Linked DNA regions of Mus musculus: region 1 is linked to region 2. The links are chromatin contacts, called in public HiChIP or PLAC-seq maps. All regions are on one chromosome and are shown on one strand. Each heading gives the region's core, a stretch centred on a gene start, on an enhancer-like site or on the middle of the called end of the contact. The rest is flanking DNA. Distances are from core to core; before and after follow the strand shown.

Region 1 (6,677 bases), core at 3,772-6,271, 310 kb after region 2:
CAGACTTACCTTGTAAAGCTGTACTCACTGGTACTTCTGTTCCCCAGCTGAAAAGTTCTGAATTCATGCAGTTGAATCCTTCTCAACAGTCTGTTTTACGGGAACCTTTATTACCGTGACCCGCAGTTTTGGTTCTGGAATGAGGGATCTTCCTTGCGCCGGTGATGGTAATTTTCGTCCCAGGTTTTCTCTTCCCGGGTTTCGGCATCAACTGTTATACGCGTTCTCACGACCGGCCAGGAAAGAACACAACAAACCAGAATCTTCTGCGGCAAAACTTTATTGCTTGCATCTTCAGGAGCAGGAGCGCAAAAACCCCAAACCCCAAAAACGAAAGCCCCCTTCTAAACGAAAGCGAAACCCCCCATCCCTATTTAGGAGAGTTATCCTTCGCTTAGGACGCATCACTCCCTGATTGGCTGCAGCCCATGGCCGAGCTGACGTCACAGGAAAGGCAGAGTACAAGTAGTGGTAAAATACCCTTGGCACATGCGCAGATTATTTGTTTACCACTTAGAACACAGGATGTCAGCGCCATCTTGTGACGGCGAATGTGGGGGCGGCTCCCAACAAGCCCCCATGTAAAAATTATTAGTTTCTATTCTTTTTTTTCTTTTTTAATTGATTTATTTCATATATATGATGAGTACACTGTAGCTGTCTTCAGACACACCAGAAAAGGGCATCAGATTCTATTACAGGTGAGATACCAGGTGGTTGCTGGGGATTGAACTCAGGACCTCTGGAAGAGCAGTCTAGGCTGGCTCTTAACCTCTGAGCAGTCACACCCAGATAATGGCTGATCAGTTACAACAGTCCAGGAAAAGGCTGAAGGCTCTGGGGCAGAATGTCCTTTTTGGAATGAAAGGACTGGGCGCCTCTGTGTATCTCAGAAACTCTGCAAACTGCCCATCCTTTTGGAGAACCCCTTCCCTGCCACCATCCCAGGCCACTTTGGGGCCTGTACTTGGATCTGATGATGTTGCCCAGGATACAAGAAGAGACACAGTCAGCCAGTCCTAAGACAGACAGACTTCCTAGGAAGCCAGTGACTCTCAGCATGAAAGGCACCAAGTACTGGGCAGCCAGGACTCAGGTCCTTCTGGCATTCTGGCTACCTCCCCGTCCCCCAGTGCCTCCCCTGACAATGTGCCACCCACGGTGGCATCTCTTGCAGGAATTTCGGCTGCTCATGGCCAGCACCTCCGCCTGCTACCAGCTCTTCCGAGAAAAGCAGAAGGCAGGCCACGGGGAGGCCGTTATGTTCAAGGGTGAGTGAGCAGAAGCCCTTGACAGGAAGCCCCACAGAGCTCAAGAGGGCCTTGTCCCAGAGCACCCAGCTGCACCACCAAACCCAAACCAAAGGTCACGCCTGCCTGGCGATGCAGAGTTGATGGAGCGCTTGCCTAGCATGCACCAAATGCTGGGTTCGATCCCCAGCACTGCAGAACCCAAGTGTGGTGGTGCCTGCCTGCGGTCCTAGCACTCACAGACAAAGGCAGAAGGGTCCTAACTCCAGGGTCATGTAACCCTGTCTCAAAATAGAGAAGGGCAAAGTGTATCTTCAGAACTGATATCTGAAAGAGCACCAGACCTAGAGAGGGACGGAAGGACCCAAATGACTGCCACATGATCTGAGCCCAGAAGCTTGGGTTTTCAAGACAGCGGGATGGAAGCCAGGACCTTCTGAGATGGTCATGCACTCTTCTGCTAAGCCACATCCCTTCTGCCATACCCCATCCACCCCCAGAACAGTAAAGGGGGGAGAGAAACAGTGTCGATGCTGGAGGCCCAGGAAGGGAAGTGGTTTCAGCTGACATCACGCCTGCCCTGCCGGGTCTGGAGTGAGGCTTTGTCTCCCTCCTAAGTGGAGCGACATAGCATCTGCTGGGTCTGGAATGAGGCTCTGTCTCCTCCAGTGAGGCTCTGTCTCCCTCCTAAGTGGGGCAGACCCAGGGATGAGCTCTGTACCTGAATTAATCATGAGAAAGAGACTCTGCTGAGGGAAACCCTGCCAGGCGGCATGGTGAGAAATGCCACAGCACATCTGCACTCTTGCTGTGGTAAAATAGACACAATGTATCAGTCACTGTGTCTTACCACTTCCTGCCACATGGTAGCTTAGTATCCTGACACTCATAGTCACTGGGTAATGCTTATGCTATTGTCCTGTGTCCAAGGAGTGGGACTGGAATGCTGCCCGTGTCCAGGACAGATCCACGTAAGACTGCCATCCTAGCCGGGCAGTGGTGGTGCACACCTTTAACCACAGCACTCGGGAGGCAGAGGCAGGTGGATCTCTGAGTTCAAGGCCAGCCTGGTCTACACAGTGAGTTCCAGGACAGCCAAGGCTGTGATAAAACTAAAATAACAAACATAGATAGATGGATGGATGGATGGATGGATGGATGGATAGATGGATGGACAGACAGATAGATAGATAACACTGCTATCCTGTTCTAGCCTCCTGGTGGCAAGTTTTTTTTTCTGCGTTGGCAGGTGTAAGGCTTGGCTTTCTAGAAGTTTCCTTTCTATCTTAAGCTTGCCTCAAATGCTGCCTCCACACACCATGGTTAGAAATATTAATGCCATAGAGTCACGGAGAGGACTGTGGCGTGGTGGCAGCACAGGGGCAGGGTCCCACAGCCCTGGTCTCTTTGGTGTTGTGACGCTACAAGTCTGGGCCATGCAGAGAGCTGACAGGCTATATATAAATAAAATATAACACTTTTAGCACTCGGGAGGTGGAGGCTGAAGGTTGTAGGTTCAAAGCCAACCCATAAGAAAAAAAAAACTAAAAGGAAAAAATAATGTTAATCAAATATACAAGGCTCACAGCCTTGTGGTCCGGCTGCCTGTGTGGCCACTTGCTGTGTAGGGAAACGCAGCTTCCTCACCTTTAACAGTAGCAGCTACCTCACAGGAACATGGGGAAGACTGTCTGGGGAGCACGGCTAGCATTTAAAAGATTACTTATCTAGTGTATACAAGGTCCTGGCTTCCGACCAAAGAACAGACTGCAGGCACTTGGATGTCACTAATCTGACCTAAAGCCTCCAGGCTATGGAGCTAGAGTCAGAGGCAGGCTCTCTCCAGGGCCAGCACTGAGTAACAGGAGGGGTGTTTGAACCCTGGTCAGCTGCTAACATTCAAAGGGGGCACCCAGGTGACTTCTCCTCCTGCCAGAGAGCACAAGGTGCCTGCACCCCCATTCCTGGCTTAGGAGACATGGTTGGTCTGGAGAGGGGGACACACATGCCTCCCTGGGTAGAAGGAGATCACCCCTCTTCCCCATCCATTCCCCCCACCTCACTCCCACCCCATTCCCCACCCCCCTCCACTGCCAGCAAATAGCTCAGATGGGACACCCAGGCAGGCACCTGAGATTTACTGTCACCCTCTGACCCCCACAGGCCTGGGAGGCATGAGCAGCAAGCGCATCACCATCAACAAGATCCTGTCCAATGAGAGCCTCACGCAGGAGAACCAGTACTTCCAGGTACAGCGGTGGGAGGGCAGGAAGGGATGGCAGACTGTGTGAGGTCTTGGCAGAGGCTGGTTCTATGGGAAAGGTCAGGGGCTCGAGGCTTCTGGCCCAGAGAGACCAGCAAGCACCTGCTGGATCTACTTGCTGTGTAGTAGATCCAGAAGCGCAGCGGTGGGCTCAAGGAGCCTCGAACCCAGCAGGAGATGGGAAAGCAGTTGTACTTGTAGGCCCAGAGTTCTATCAGACAAGTGCTCGGAGCAGACACGCCCCTTAGAGCCACACCAAAGCTTCAGACTTGTTGCCTGAATAGCGGTGGCCTGAGCCCATCCCTCACACTGAAGCTTCGGCAGCTCACACAACCCTGAGGGACTGCTGTGGGTGTGACAGTCTGCTCGAGTCTTAAACGTTGCACCAGACATTAAACCCAGCGCCCAGGAGAAGTAGCTCCATTGGGAGAGCTCTTGTCTTGAAAGAAAGAAAACCTTGGATTTCGTTTTATGATGATCTAGGTTAAGCCAGGGGCAGGTGGATCTGTGAGTTCAAGGTCAGCCTGGTCTTCAGTTCCAGGGCAGCCAGAGCAACACACAGAGAAACCCTGTCTCAAACAAACAAAAAGGAAGAAAGGAAGAAAGGAAGGAAGGAAGGAAGGAAGGAAGGAAGGAAGGAAGGAAGGAAGGAAGGAAGGAAGAAAGGAAGAAAGGAAGAAAGGAAGAAAGAAAGAGAAAGAGAGATAGAGGAGAGAGAGAGAGAGAGAGAGAGAGAGAGAGAGAGAGAGAGAGAGAGAGAGAGAGAGAGAGAGAGAGAGAGAAAGCAGATCCAGTGCAAAGTAAATGCCCACTTGGCTCCTAAGCATGCAAGGTGTTAGATTTCTAAGTCAATTTGAAGAGTCAAGAGGCAGAAAACAGACCGGAGGCTGACCTCAACAGACTGGACTGTTTATTTAAAACAGGGAGGGGCAGACACAGCAAGAAAGGGGTGTCTGTGGAAGGGGGAGGGGTTCTTGGGGTTTATATAAAAGGGGAGGGGAGGGAAAAGTTAGGTGCAACTTAACTTGGGTTGCGTGCAAACCCCAAGTTTCTCTCTCCCGGAGTTGTTTGCCTAGACAGGGCGGGCTTTATCTTTAGAATCTGTCCTGACCTTGCTGTCAGGTTGTGGGTCACAGTGGGCCACTGAGTCAGGCAGCAGAAGTGAGGGAAGTGGGCAGGAGTCTCAACACAGGGCCTTGGTCAGGGCTGGGCAGAATTTGTTCAAAGTCCTATGGTTGTGTGGACTTCAGGCACAGGCTGATCAGAGCTCCAGCTGTGCTAGCTCTGTTGGTCGGTATGTGCAGGTACCCTCATGGCTGCGGGAGGTTCAAAGCCTTACATAAATACCCGCACAGCACCCTCGAATACAGAGCTCTTAGATGGCCTGCATCTCACTCTGCCTGGGGGGGGGGGTGTCAACCTGAACTGATGAACATGGTCAGGGAGTTTCCCAGTACCAGTTTGCTCAGTCATGAGTCACTATAAACCGCATCCCCCTCCGCCCCCCACCCCCCATCCCACTCTAGGCTTAATCACTGAGGTAGGAGGAAATGGTAAGAGACAACTAGTTAGCTCTCACCTGAAGGTCAGAGAAGTTGGTACAACCCAGCCACTCTCTGAAGCAGGACCCGCTGAAGCTGAGCCAACGCCTCACTGGGGCTGACCTCTGACTATCCCTCCATGATCCCTGCAAGAAACAAAGACACACACACACACACACACACACACACACACACACACACACACACACACACACTGTAGTAAGTAAGAGCTCTGGAGAAGCCTAGTATCAAAATCTTACAGCTTTGCAAAGCCCAGACGGCAGGTGCGGTAATTGACAGCGGAGGAGAGTTTAAGCACTAAGGCCCCACCCCTCCCTGCTGTCCTCCTTAGCTGAGTGAGCAGGAGAGCAAAATCCTCCAGGGTCACCTGGGCCTCTGCCACTTAAAGTTTGTCTGGTTTTCAGTGAAGACTGTGCAGAGTTCAGGCTCTGGCTTACGGCCTGTTTCCCGTGGTCAGGGCCATCTGTGGGTTGCAGGCGAGCTCACCTGCTGCAGTTTTCTACTGCAAAGTTTAAGTTGGAAGGGGTTGTAGCTAGACTGGCAAGCATTAGCAGGAGAGTTTTCTGTCCATTTGTAGCTGTGCCTCAAGTCACTTTTTGAAAATGGTCCATTAAGCCAGGCATAGTGACATATGCCTTTAGGCCTAGTACCTTTGAATCTCTGTGAGTTCAAGGCCAGCTTGGTCTATATAAAGTTTTAGGACAGCCAGAGCTACAAAGAGAGACTGTCTCAAAAAATGAGGAATGGATTGTCTTTTTTTTTTTTTTTTTTTCTTATCCCTGGGGGGAGATGCTGGAGAGGTGACAGGGATACCAGCTAAGCAGGTGTGTGTGTCCCCGGACTTCAACGCTTCCTCTTTCCCCCTCCCCCAGCGCTGTCTGGACTGGAACCGCGACATCCTTAAGAGGGAGCTAGCGCTGACTGAGAAGGACATTATTGACCTGCCCGCGCTCTTCAAGATGGATGAAAATCACCAGGCCAGGGCTTTCTTCCCTAACATGGTGAGATACTCCAGCCCCAACCCCTCATGCCACCCCCAGCAGGGTGCAAACAGCCCCAGAAGGGCCCAGCTGAGTTGCTGGGTAACCTCACCTCTGACCCTTGCCCTCTCTGAGCCTCTCCATTCCCTGCTAGGGGTGACATGCTTAGCCTTGCTTTCTTACTAGGTGTCTATCCCCTGGCCCATTACTCTAGACAGGAGAGTGCTTGGCAAAAACTATCACAGCTCAGAATCTGTGCCTGTGTTTCCCCACCTCTAGAGGAGGATCCCTGACAACACGCCCTACATAGATAGGACTTGACGCCCTCAGGCAAACAGTGGCTGCTCCCTAAACACTCGCTCCCCTCCCAGGTGAACATGATCGTGCTAGACAAGGACCTGGGCATCCCCAAGCCTTTCGGGCCCCAGGTGGAGGAGGAGTGCTGCCTGGAGACGCACGTTCGAGGCCTGCTGGAGCCCCTGGGCCTCGCCTGCACGTTCATCGATGACATCTCCGCCTACCACAAGTTCCTGGGAGAGGTTCACTGTGGCACCAATGTCCGCAGGAAGCCGTTCACCTTCAAGTGGTGGCACATGGTGCCCTGACTGCCTTTTCCTTTTCC
Region 2 (6,829 bases), core at 143-2,642:
TATGCTCACAGGAGCCATAAAGTCAGGAAGCATTCCAGGGCATACTGAGGCTCCAGCAGACCGCCCTCCCATCCCCCATTCCAACTCAACTCTCCAGGTCCAAGGCTCCTCCCTGGTACTCCAGGTCACAGCTGATGGCTGCCCACTGCATCCATCAAGAGGACATGCAGACCGGGCAGAGCTCCAGTCAACCCTGAGGACCCTTCACCTCACAGATACCTGCAGAGCATCTCCACAGAAGGACGATGGGAGGGTGGGGCTCCTCTGGTTCCTTTGCTCCTCCCAGGGGTGGGGTGGGGGTGAGAGGGTCACCACTGGGTTCCAATATGTCCCCTCCCCTCAGTTCACACATCTGCAGATTTCCTGTGCATCCAACCCAAAAACTGGGATTTTATTTTGAAAGTAGAGAGGTTCAGACCTGCTCTGGCTGTGTAGTCCTAGCTGGGCTCAAACTCACAGCAATCCTGCCTCAACCCTCCTGCCTCGGGTCTTCCAAGCGCTGAGGTTGTGAACACACACTAAGGTGCCTGGTAAGCCACTGGATCTCGTGAGGGAGGAGGGGGGATGAAGCCGCAACTGGGTGGAGGAGGGGGTGATTCTAGCACCAGGGGAGTGGGGGCCGAACACTCCACGGTGCACAGGATGGCCTCCCAGAGGATGCTTGTCCAGCCTCGGTGCCATGGTGTACAGTTGTAGCGGTATGGCTGTACTAGAACAGTCAGTGTCCTCCAACTGCCTTTGCTCCGGCCACTCTGCCCAGCTGCCCTGCTCCTCACTTGGGGTGAGTGTATTGCCTGGAGTCCAGGTCCCTTGCTGGGGTATCTTGCTCCCACCCCAGCAGCTCCACTTTCCCCTTTGAAACACCAAGGAGCCAGGATCATCACTCCTGTACAGAATATTCCCTGCTCACAGCGTCCTTCCTTCCCCAGGTCCCTGGCAATGCAGATTGAGCCCTCTCATCTCTCCCTGTGTGTCTGGCTGCCTCCCTTCCCGTGACAACCCAACCCCAGAGGGTGTTGCCCAGGAGGCCCTGTCCCTGTCCTTAATGCAGCAGACTCCTCTCAGATATTGGCTATGCCAGGAGAAGCACGGCCCCTGGGATGAGACACACCCAGCCTGCAGCATCCTCACTGGGAAAGCCAGTGCTCAGGATACTCAAAGCACTGCCCTGAGCCACGTGGCCCCCCGGCCTCCATCTGGCTGCCCAGGGACAGTCCTCCATAGACCCATACATAGCGTCTTCCAGGGAACGACTCCTGCCAGGTTTTCAGGACAAGGCACCCAGCAGGGGAAAGTGGAAACCACAAGAGACCATATTAGGGGGGGAAATTGCAGAAAGTGAAATGAAGACCAGTCTGCAGAGGAAGGCTGGCCTTGTGACTCATGTCCCCAAGAATATGCCATGCGGAGCTGGCTCCAGCTCATGCCAGAAAGCCAGGAAACCCAACCCACCCCAAGCCACATCGGGACCAGTTGGGCCTCATGTTGGGTCATGTGCCTTCGCCACCAACGCCCAGCAGCTATGGCATGATATTGGTGACCTTGGCGTTCTGATGTGACCCCTCCCTGTGAGATGGGAGTGAGGACGTTCCTGAACAGGGCTACTGGGTCACCTCTGACTGCAAGAGCGTGAGCAGGCAAAGCCAGCGTTTCCGTTTGCCTCCGTGAGCAGGCAAAGCCCAACTTCTCTCCCCTCAGGGCCCTTTAGTGGACTGACCCCTATCTGTCCTGTCTACAGCAGCCAATACCATGGGGGAGTAGACTTAGGTATCTCAGCCCCAGTGTGGCTCTCAGCCATAAGGAGTGACCACTGAGAACCTGGGTAAAGTTGAACACACCTGCACGCACACACCACACACACACACACACACACACACACACCACACACATCACACACATACACACCACACTCACACACGTACACTCGTGCACTCACACACTCATGCACACGTGCACACACACACTCATACATACACACACAAACACAAACACTCGCACACACACACACCGTACACATACCACAAGCGCCTACTCTTATGAGTACCCATCACTCGGTCCTCACACCATCTTGGACATGGGGCTCTGTTCCTGCCTCTCAGAGGATCCCCTCACACTGAATGTGACAAAGACACAAGAAAAACTCAGAGGCTGGAGCCCAGGTACCAGAGACCCAAGCTGCACGCTAGCTGCGTGCATGTAATTCAACACCTGGGTTCTTGCGGTACCCAATGAGTGACCTTCCAGTGATGCCTGGTTGGCTAGTTGGGGGGGGAGGGGTTACTCCTAGGTCCCAACCCAGACTCAGGAGAGCCCATGGTGTTCTACCATGAAGATGTACTGAGCAAGTCTGGCACCACCTCACATCAGCATGGCAGAAGGCAAACTTCAGGCATCACTCAGTCAAGGCATCCTGGGATAGGTCAGACAGCCAGGATGCTCCAGGTCCCAGTGACACAAGCAGGATTTTGCAGGAAAGCCAAGCCACGGGACCACCCCCATTGCTGTGTGACCCTGAGCTAGCAGCAGTCCTGAACAAGGTTAGATCCAGAACATACTCCCTAGTACAGAGTAGGTGCCCTCTCCTCCCTGGCTGGCCTGTAATTCAGCCAAGTCCCCCAAAGCCAGTCCAGACAAGTTTGTGATGGAAGCCAGATATATGGGTTAATATTTACCTGCAGTGACCCAGATCTCACAGCGCATCAAGCATGCCCCACCCACCCATGCCCTTCTGAGCACCTGAAATTCAGAGCCAACCTAAGAGTATGGGCCAAGCAGGAAGTGAGGGAGAGGGGGATAGAGTATGAGTCCATGGAAGATGGTAGCCAGGGCAGCACCCCAGCCAGAGCACCCAGCTGTGAAGATCTCAGGCACGTGACACTGTTGGGGGGAGGGGGGGCATGAGCACATGAACTATAGAGACCACAGCTGACCACAGTCTCTATGGTCACTGCATGACCCCATGACCCTCATCAAACCCAGAGTTCACTTTGCCTGTTTGGCCCTGTGTTTTCCAACCTCAGGGAGAAGCCACAACGCAAATGAGTCAGACGCTAAGGCTCCTGGCCTCTTGGGTTGTCTCTCCCCAGACAGATGGGAAACCTGAGCTCAGAGCAATGAGCCAGCCTGCTGAGAGGTCCTGGTGTCCGTCTGAGGTATAGGTGGGGTTTGGGTCTAGTCTTCCCTCATTGAGACTGTTAATACCAGCCACAGAGGCCAGGCAGCCTGCAACCGTCACTCCGTGCTAACTATACTCTGCGCATCATCCATATGAATCTCTTAGTCCATGCAACAACTGCTATTACCCAAAATAGAAAAACTAAGTAGAAATGGAGAGAGGCTGAGACACTTAGCCCATGACACACATGGCAGAAATAATTGAAGAGGCTCAGGGTCTCAGCCATCACCTCTACATGACCCACTCATTACACATCCCCCACTATGCCCGGGGCATGAGAATGCCAAAGAAGGGCAGAGGAGGAAGGGAGAAGGCTGGGACCCCTCAGTTTGGTCTGCGTAGCCAGGACAGCGTGTAACAGTGACATTCCCCGCCTCCACCCAGCTCATGGCCCCACAGAGCCTAGCTCCTCCGTGTGCCTCAGAGGCTCTGTTCTGACCCATCTGCTGCTCCCACCGTTTGTTGGCAGATCCTGTGGACCAAGCCTTGTGGGAAGGGGAAGACAAACGTAGCTTAAGCTTAGCAATGGAAGAGATGCCCACCTGCCCAGCCCCCAGGGACTGGACCCTCCGTCCAATCTAAGGCTGTCCCCACCTCATCTGCCTGGGATCCTCCCACTCACTACCTCTCTCGAGCCTCAGCCCAGGCTAAATGCTTCCCATGATGACCACAGGATAGCCAGCACATGCCCTTCTGAGCACCTGAAATTCAGAGCCTCAGCCATTTGCTTTGTTTTCTGACCCCCAGAGGGAAGTGATTATACTTCCTCTCTATCTGTCGAGGTCCCTGAGGGTCCCCAGCACACACTGAGGAGCCAGAGCTGGGTGGGAGGATGGAGGATAAAGGATGGATAGACAGGTGAGTGGGTGAGATGTGTGGACTGGAGGATAAATGATAAATGTGTGGGTGGGTGGATAGATGGGTGGGTGGGAGTGTGGGTGGGGTAGATGGACAGGTGAATGAATGTCTAAATGGATGTGTGAATGGATGGATGAGTGGAACAGTGCATGGTAGATGGGTAGATGGATCAGTGCATGGATGGAAGTGTGGGTAGGTGAATGAAAGGGATGGATAGAAGAGGGGTGATAGGTGAGTTGATGGATGGGTTTTGGATAGGTGGGTGGGTTAAAGGGTGAATGGATAGATGGGTGGATGGATGAGTGGATGGATAGATGGGTGGATGTGTGGATGGATGGATGGATGGGTGGATGGATGGGTAGATAGATGGATGGGTGGGTAGATGATGGATGGATGGATGGACGGACGGATGGGTAAGTAAACAGCTGCATAGGTGCCAGGGCAGGTGAATATTAGAGAAGATAGAAGAACAAGTGGATGAAGAAATGACAGGAAGTCATCAGAAGTGCTTTGGAACTCTACTCCAACCTGGAACATACTAGAAGAGCTCAGATCCCCAGGAATCCCTGCTGCCTCCCCGTTTTCAGTCTGACTCCCATATCTTGCAGGCACCTGTTTCCCACCCCGGCTTACGCCATCTCTATGACCACCTGTGCCTTTCACCAACACGTCAGGCTATGACTGGAGACGGTTGTGTTCTCGGGGCCGCCCTTCATAGATCTCGACAAATATTTCCTGAATGAAAGACAAATGAATAAGCCAAAGTCCCAGGAGCTTAGTAGAGCTGGGCCCAGCCAGGTCTGCTGGCCTGGGCATCTCTACAGATGCAGGTCAAGCACCCGCCTCACATCCAGAGACCTCCCCATCAGGGCAGTACCAGTGACCAGGCACATAGCCAAGAGGAGCCTCAGGGGGCTGCAGGGGGCAAGGGCAACTCAGAGCGGGGCCTCAAAGGGCTCCCCCTCACATGGCAGCCATTCTGCCAAACATTTCTAGCTCTGAGCATCTCGCCACCTTTTCCGAGCCAGTCCCTAGACTTCAGACCCATCAAAGGGGCTTCCCATGCAGACACTGGCCTGGGGCTGACCTGTGTGGTAGAGCACTTGCCTGGCATGCACCAGGGCGGGAAGGAAAACAGACCCTGGGTTCCGATCCCAGTAAACCCCCCAATTCCTCCCTAAGAGGTTCAAAGATGGGCATTCTTAGCTGACTGTCCAGAGCCCCATCTGACACAGACTCAGGTCAGAATTCTGGCTCGTGGGTTCTCCAGGACTCGGGACCGTCTGCTTACACCTACCACCTTTGCAGACACTTGGCCCCGCTTAGAGAAAATCCCTGATGCAACATCCAAACCTTCTAGGAATTGCTGAGTGAGTCCTCCCTCACGTGTCCTACCCCCTTGCCCAAATGTCTGCACCACCATGAGCCAGGTTGCCCCGGCCATCCCAGCCAGGGTGCAGTCACATGACCCACATTCGGGGGAAGTGATATCCGACAGTCAGGGTGGGAAAACAAAGGGCTGGGAAGGGGAGTCTGTGGATTGCAAGTTGTCACAGCTCATAGGGATGCCCCCAAACTCCACTGGCAATAGGTGTCAACAGTCCTGAAGGGTCAAATACAACATCTATGAGACAGGCTACTTCTCACTTGGGGAATGGAGGCATTCAGAGGTCAAGATCAATGGGGAATCCACGGCAGAATAATTAATGCATATGTTAAAGTCTCTGAAAAGTCCTAAGTACCAGACTCTGGCGAGCCAATGAAGACAAAGGGACCGGGCGTCCCTAAGTGGGCAAAAGCCCCACCCACCAAGATCCTACCCTGGTGACATGCCAACAGGAGGCAACATGCCGAGATAAACCGAGGCTGACAGGGACTCTCAGGGTTTCAAGGGAAGGCTCCAGAGTCACACGGGACAGTGCTCACACCTAACACGCAACCGTGCGACTTTGGGCTGACTGCTCACGTTTGCCCGCCTCATCTGTACAATGGAGATAAATTAGCCTGCGCCTTACTTACAAAACAACTAAACCAGATGATGGGCCGCGGTGCCTGTGGTGCCAGTGGTGGGACGGTGTGCCCGTGGTGGGACATGGTGCCCATGGTGAGCCGCGGTGCCCATGGTGGAACGCGGTGCCCGAGGTGGGACGTGATGCCCGTGGTTAGGACTCCAGCCCTGTAGGCCCCGTTCATGTCTCCCTGCTTTGGGGCTCTATAGGGCGTGGCTTGCCCACAGAGGCTGTACTCAGAGTGGGCGGGTCCTTGAGACCTGCCTGACATCTTGTCATCCCCACATGAGGTGTGGGCTTGCCATCTCTGAAACACAGCTCCCCATGGGGCAACCTCCCTCCATGGCCTCATGTGACCCGGGTTAATCAAATCCTGGACCTGACCCATGTGGTTTTCCCGGACACTCCAAGAAACTGACGCCCTGAAAGCTTTCAATCCGACCAAGTAAGTGGCTCCGGGAAGACCCACGCCCTGCTTCCCATCACCAGAGGCCCGGGAGACTACAAAGACAAAGTTCAAGGCTGAAAGATCTGTCCTGTGAGCCCCTCCCTGAGGTTACTCAATCTCCTGCGTCTGCACCTGAGAAAGCGTGTTTCATCCACCCTCTTAGGCTCTGTGACCTTGGGCAGGTTGCTTAACCTCTCTGAGTCTCTGAACTCCTCCTTCATAAAAAAAGAACTGAGCAGTGAACAGGAGGAAGCAAGCAAGATTCAGACACCAGGCTCGTCCTCGGGGGCTTGTACCAGCTTCAAAGGGTTTCCTGTGTCTCCTCCTCTTCCTCCTCAC

Evidence for each region. HiChIP or PLAC-seq counts read pairs in DNA pulled down with a chosen protein or histone mark.
Region 1: a FOXA1 HiChIP or PLAC-seq map of pancreatic cancer cells shows a contact between it and region 2. The contact joins two enhancer-like sites. A contact is called at or near these places in 3 of 115 datasets of contacts at active chromatin or transcription factors (bone marrow-derived macrophages, cardiomyocytes and pancreatic cancer cells).

Annotation. Positions count from the first base shown.
Region 1 is chr4:140,943,265-140,949,941 of GRCm38.p6, forward strand. Padi2 (peptidyl arginine deiminase, type II) reads left to right here. Exons shown (of 16, transcript NM_008812.2): 13 at 1,178-1,271; 14 at 3,414-3,499; 15 at 5,948-6,076; 16 at 6,427-6,677. The coding sequence ends at 6,660. It overlaps Gm13031 (predicted gene 13031), which reads right to left. Exons shown (of 4, transcript NR_045911.1): 2 at 6,577-6,677; 3 at 5,093-5,200; 4 at 4,402-4,829. Among named protein-coding and RNA genes, the nearest start is that of Gm13031, 11 kb to the right of the region's middle. Within about 2 kb of position 5,022, at least 70 of the 459 cell types and tissues checked have an H3K27ac peak or open chromatin away from gene starts, as enhancers often do. A contact at or near this core is called in pancreatic cancer cells, where this site is marked.
Region 2 is chr4:140,633,824-140,640,652 of GRCm38.p6, forward strand. All of the region lies in intron 1 of Arhgef10l (Rho guanine nucleotide exchange factor (GEF) 10-like), which reads right to left. Among named protein-coding and RNA genes, the nearest start is that of Arhgef10l, 29 kb to the right of the region's middle. Within about 2 kb of position 1,393, at least 50 of the 459 cell types and tissues checked have an H3K27ac peak or open chromatin away from gene starts, as enhancers often do. A contact at or near this core is called in pancreatic cancer cells, where this site is marked.